Linked DNA regions of Gossypium hirsutum: region 1 is linked to region 2. A link is a contact called in public Hi-C data. All regions are on one chromosome and are shown on one strand. Each heading gives the region's core, a stretch centred on a gene start, on an enhancer-like site or on the middle of the called end of the contact. The rest is flanking DNA. Distances are from core to core; before and after follow the strand shown.

Region 1 (3,293 bases), core at 129-2,628, 150 kb before region 2:
AGTTTAAAGCAGTGACCAACATGAAACAATATAATAAAGAATTCTCAACAACTATTAATCTTTTCTTCTCCCTGATCAAATTTTCATCAATAATTTAACATCAAAATTATCAACAAAAAAAAAAAAGAACTTTACAAGTAAAACTTGATTATTTGATCATGCAAACACAAGATTCAGTTAAAACAATAGATTAAATCACCTCAAAGTCACTTAATTTCATAAAACACTACGAGTTTAAAGCAGTGATCCACATGAAACAACATAACTAAAAAAATTTCAACAATTATTCATCTTCTCTTTTTACTGATAAATTTTTCATTAATAATTTAACAGCAAAATTATTAAATAAGGAAAAAATTCACTTGACAAACAAAACTTGGGTTCGATTAAAATAAGAGATTAAATTGCCTCAAAGTCATCTAATTTCATCTAGCACTACTAATTTAAAGCAGTGATCAGCATGAAACAACGTAGTTAAAGAATTTTCTACAATTATTAATCTTTTCATTTTCCTAATCAATTTTTTTTCCAATAATAGAACCACAAATTTATCAAATAAGGGGAAAAAGAACATTGACAAACAAAACTCGATTATATGATCATGCAAACACAACATTAGATCAAAACAAGAGATTAAATTGCCTCAAAGTCATCTAATTTCATCTAGCACTTCTAATTTAAAGCGGTGATCAGCATGAAACAACGGAATTAAAGAATTTTCTAAAATTATTCATCTTTCATTTTCCTAATCATATTTTTCCAATAATAGAACATCAAACTTATCAAATAAGGGGGGAAAACTTTGACAAACAAAACTCGATTATATGATCATGCAAACAAAAGATTCGATTAAAACAAAAGATTATACTGCCTCAAATTCATCTAATTTCACCGAACACAACAAGCTTAAACCAGTGATTAACACGAAACAACATAATTAAAAAAATCAACAATTCCTCATCCTTTTCTCTCTCTTTTTTTTCATTTAAATTAGGAAAAAAAAAAGACGATCACAAACGCAAAACAAAGGGTAAAATAACACAAAATATAACAAAAATTTGAAAAATTAATTCCGTTTCGATTCACCGCGGCATGCAAAAAAAAAACACGGATTTGTATGATAATGATACCTACCGGATACGTTTTCAAAAAAATTGTAAAAATTTGTAGATAAAAAATTGAAAAAATAAACAAATAAATAAAGAGGATTTTCAACTGACCTTCGAGTTTCAGCCGATTCGTACAAAGCAGGGTAACCTGAGAAATTAAAAGGCAAAAAAAAAGAAAAAATAAAGAGAAAATAAAGAAGATCAGAGAAAAAGGTGGTGGTTTATTTAATTATTTATTATTTATTGTATTAATAAATGAAAATCCAGTGGAGACAGTGATGGGAGAAATTTTTGTATTTATAGACACTTACCTTCTTTTTTAAATAAAATAAATAAATATATAAAAAAAAACGGCACAGCATTGTGGTTATACATGTCAGGGGATACCCACCTAAGAGTAGGGTGTCCAGAACAAAGGGTTAAAATACCTGGGAGGTCCTTGTATTATATGAACTGAATCAAATTAGTCTTTCTTATTGTTAAATGGATCAATTTAGTCCCTATACTATTAAAAAGAATTAAATAAATCCAAATTGTAATAGAGTTAACATTTATTATATAAAAATATCATGGAAATTATTTTTCAACTACAGTTCAATTCTAAACAAAATATTGTATTTATAGAACCACAACAACTTTAAAAATATTAACTCTGGTAAACATTAAATGTTAACTCTATTCTAATTTAGCCTTATTTGATTCATTTTAATAGTATAGGGATTAAATTGATCCATTTAATGGTAAAGGGACTAGTTTGGTCAGACATTTATAATAGAGAGACCTCTCATGTACATTGACCGCAAAATAAGAGTTAATATACTATTTGATACTTAAGTTTGGCTTCAATATTCAATTTGGTATATGAGGTTTTTTTGTTCTAATTTGGTACCTGAGTTCAGCTTCAATGTTCACTTTGGTTCCAGAATTTTTTTCAATTTGATACTTCAAGATTTTTTTGTCTCAATTTAGTACTTGAGTTTGATTTCAATGTTAATTTTGGTACTAGAGTTTTTTTTTATTATTTGTCTCAAATCATGTTTTTCTATTAGAATATACGTGTTCAACATTAATTAGACCACGTAATTTCATTTGACTTTTGTACCAAATGAGACATTTTCTTATAAAAGAAAAGTCATGTCCAACCAGTCAAATTGATCAAATCAATTGACTCTAAATTTTTAAACTGAGTTTAGTTAATTTGATTTCAAAAATAGATGAATTTAATTGTATTAGGTCGGTTTCAGTTTTACAAAAATCAAACCTGAGCTAATCGAATTTGTCAACTTTAAATTATATTTTAAATACATTTACAATTTTATATAAAAACTCCTTACCACTTAAGCTACTCTTGGTTCTATGAACCATAGTTCGAACAATCATTCACAGCACACTGACATTTGACAGAGCACGAAAAATAAAATACCCACAAGGGAATAATACTTTCAATTGTTGGGGAGGATCAGTCGACTACTCAAAAAATAACATTTTAAAGAATTCTTTCAAAAAAAATTAATCTTTCGATACAGCCTCGTTGTAATAAAATAATTATTTTGACTTTTTTTTTTTCTAGAATATTATTGTATAGTTGATATTTGCAGGTCATGTGACTTTAGTTTGGATATAGATGTTCATTTCTGAATGGTTTATGTGTGATGTTGTGAATGCTTGTATGTAGCTTTGTGTTGGATTTGATGTTTTGTTTTGTTATTTTCTAAACTTAGTGTTATTCTTGTTTTGGACTTTATCTATTTGCCTAACTCGTATTGGATTTTCTAATTTGGATTTTGTACTTTGTGTTGCACTTTCAATTTCTACTTTGTGTTTTATTGGTTAATCTAATCCGTGGTAGATTGTCGATTAGTGTAATTTTCTTTTAAAAGCTAATGAAATGATTGAAAATATATTAATTTTGTTAATTTTCAGGTTTATAGACTGAATCGATTAATTGTTCACCCCATATTTAAGAGGTTCATAAAGGAATAAAATATTTCATTAAATATCAATTTAGAAAAAAAAATTATTTATTACATTTTTAAATTATAATTTATATAACTTTAATTTCAATTAGAATTATAATTCAATTAGAATTATTCATTATAAATACTTTTATAATTAATATAATTGTATTGGATTTTCTAATCTGATTTTGTTGCTCAAATTTAAAAAAAAATACTTTTAAAAAGT
Region 2 (3,239 bases), core at 61-2,560:
AATTAATCCAAATCCATAGGAAAAGTAATCAAAAGTTTTTTTTAAAGAGAGAAAATATTAAAAAAAAGTGAATGGTAGAGAGAAAAATGAAAAGTAAAAAAAATGATGTATTCAATTGTATATTTTGCTATTTATTTTGTTTTTTTATATGATGCCTAAAATTATTTATAATCTTTCTCAAATTCTTAAATAGGAGTATAATACACTTCAGCGTACTCGAATTCACGTCTTTTTACACTAGCAAAAATGTCAATGCCAATTAAATTAAAACTCAATTGACATTTTATATTTGCTTTTCTATAAATGTTCTAAAATTTAAATTAAAAAAAATTAAATGACAGGACATTTCATATCTATCTGCTCTTTTTGATACAATGTCTAGAACTAGACATAATCTCTCTCTAACCCTTAAATATGAAGATAATGCGCTTCGACCAACTTGAATCCACGTTTGCATTGACAATAATATTGACACCGATACTAATTAAGCTAACACTCAATCGATAATACCAAGACATTATTTAATCATATACTGTAATTACATAACATTTCTTCCTCATTGATATCATTTATTTGACAACCATCATTACAATAATAGATTATAAAAAAGGAAAATAATTAATGAAAACAAATTTTAGATATTTAATTATTTAATTAAAAAAATATAATTCGATTATATATTTTTTTCTCTAAAAAGGAATTAAATTTTAACTAATAGTTAATGAGGCAAAAATTTTGATTAATTGCCCCAAGATCCTCCTAGATTTTAATTTTGCTTCAAATTTAATTTTTTAATTGAATTATTAAAGTATTAGTATCTTATCAATTAACCTCGTTCATCAGCTTAGTTATTACTTTAGTCATTAAATGCGAACTCAAACATCACATAAATATATTTAAAACACGTATTTATATTTATTGTCTTGACAATTTAATTATACTTTTAATAAAAATAGTCCGACATAATCCCTTTTTAAAAAAATTAAAACATGTTTGAAAAAAAGTTGTTTTCATTGTTTTTACTAAAAATACAAGGTAAAAGTGGAAATTATGAAAACAAAAGTTTTTAACTTTAAATAAATCGGCCTCATATAAATACAAAATATTTTTTTGAACAAATTTTTAAATATTAAATTCGATACCCTAATTTAAATCCAATAAATTAATTTTTTATTTTATTTCTCGTGTTTCTATTATAAAAGAATAATTACCAAACATTTTTTTTATATTTTCATAATTAAAAACAAATTTCTATTTCTATTTTTCAAACTTGTTTTTATTTAAAAAAATAAAAATTATTTTTTGCAAATGAAATTACCTGAAGAGTAGCCAACCATGTCAAGGTTTGATTGGCAGAGTTTCTCTGTTTTTTCTGCATATGTATGTATAGATGAATTTTATATTGCGTAATGTTTATGTATGTATTGACTAATTCATACATATATAGAAAAAAAGAAAAAGACTAATCCATACATATACAATCGAAAAAGTCAAAAATGGAGGAATACTTTTTTAAAAATTTATTTTTCTTACTCTTCAAATAAGCTTTGTTAGGGTTTCCCCTTTTCCCTTTGGCTTTTTTTCCCCTTCTCTTCTAGTCTGTTCTCTCCCTTATTTTCTTGTTCAGTTAATAGTACCTTTTGTTGTTGTTGTTTTTTTAGCTAAACTAGTTATTCTCAGTTCAAGTTCAGCTTTGAATTTCAGCACAGAACCAGAAAAAAAAAAAACACCCAAGGCTGGTTTTTTATTTTTTATTTTATGATTTACAGTCAATTATTTTGCTATTTAGTTTGTTTCTAGATTTGGGTTTTTGTTTTTTGGACAATTGTACTGAATAGTAGGTGAATATAGTGGAAAATCTTGTTGATTTATTTTTTCTTTTGAGAAGTTTGATTATATATAGCTTATAATTATCATTTTGGGTTACTTTTATCCGAGTTATTTGTGTATTTTTGGTTGACTCAGTGGACGAAATTGAAAGAGTGGAAAAAGTGGTTTGCTGTAAAAGGATAATACCAAAAAATTGTGTTTGGATGATGATATGGTTTAGCTGTGATCCATGGGCAGTAGAACGTTGAAAAATGGTGTAGAAAATAATAAAAAAGATTTATCAGCGATGCCGAGCTACGTTCCTTCAGTACCGACTTCAAATTCCAGGTATTTTAACACTGTTTTATGAGCATTTAGTTTACTTTTTGTATGAATTCATCAATTATTTATATGAGTTTGTAGTAAAGTAGAATTGGTTTGATTGATTGTAGGTATTTAATGAAGCAGTTTGAATTTATAATTTTCGATGAATCGAGAATTAACTTCGTTTTATGTTAGGTATAGGAATAAGAAAATATTAGTATTACTTAAGGGGTGAATCATGAAATTAATAGATTGTTCTTTTTGTCGTTTTATATTGGTCGATTTGTCATCCAAGGAAAGAATGGTATTATATTGACTGAAAGATTTGCATCGTGATATAGAACCATTAATTTTCTCCTCTGTAGGTGTTAAGGTTGTATGGATATGTTCAATAGTTACCTGTCTCTGATTGCACTTCGAGTTTGCAATTCTAAGATGGGCGAAGGAGAATTCATGGTTTTTTATGTTCATTATAAGTATAGGAGGGGGACAAGTCTGGGAGTTAATGTATTGTTTCGTTATCAGCTTGTCATATGTGGAAAGTATGTTGACCAAAAGGTTCTCATCATGTTTTAAAGCCTTTCCTTTATTTTCCCTTTGTAGGTGTTAAGGTTGTATGGTTATATTCAATAATTGCCCGTCTCTGAGTGCACTTCGAGTTTGCCATTTTGAGATAGGCGAAGGAGAATTTGTTACTTTTATGTTAGTTATAAGTATAGGAAGGAGACGAGTGTGGAAGTTAATATATTGTTTCGTTGTCAACTTGTCATATGTGGAAAGAATCATATATGTTGGCTGAAAGGTTCGCATCGTGATATAGAACCGTTATTATTCTCCTTTGTAGGTGTTAAGGTTGTATTATATTCAATAATTGCCTGTCTCTGAGTGCACTTCGAGTTTGCAATTCTAAGATGAGCGAAGCAGAATTCGTGGCTTTTTATGTTCGTTATAAGTATAGGAAGGGGATGAGTCTGGGAGTTAATATATTGTTTCGTTGTCAACTTGTCATATGTAGAAAGAATAGTATATGTTGACTGAAAGGTTCATGTACTGTTTTTTCCCTCCATAGGTGTTAAGGTTGTATGGTTATGTTTGATGATCACTTG

What was found. A called contact is a pair of places that touch in the nucleus more often than the background predicts.
Region 1: a contact with region 2 is called in a Hi-C map of leaf, with 1.7 times the contacts expected there. The contact joins the promoter of LOC107942590 here to the promoter of LOC121209487 in region 2. A contact is called at or near these places in 3 of 34 Hi-C or Micro-C datasets (all in leaf).

Annotation. Positions count from the first base shown.
Region 1 is chrA11:121,139,994-121,143,286 of Gossypium_hirsutum_v2.1, reverse strand. LOC107942590 reads right to left here and starts at 1,378. Exons shown (of 8, transcript XM_041080215.1): 1 at 1,221-1,378.
Region 2 is chrA11:120,985,206-120,988,444 of Gossypium_hirsutum_v2.1, reverse strand. LOC121209487 (transcription factor TGA2.3) reads left to right here and starts at 1,310. Exons shown (of 12, transcript XM_041080201.1): 1 at 1,310-1,343; 2 at 1,966-2,157. The coding sequence starts at 2,060.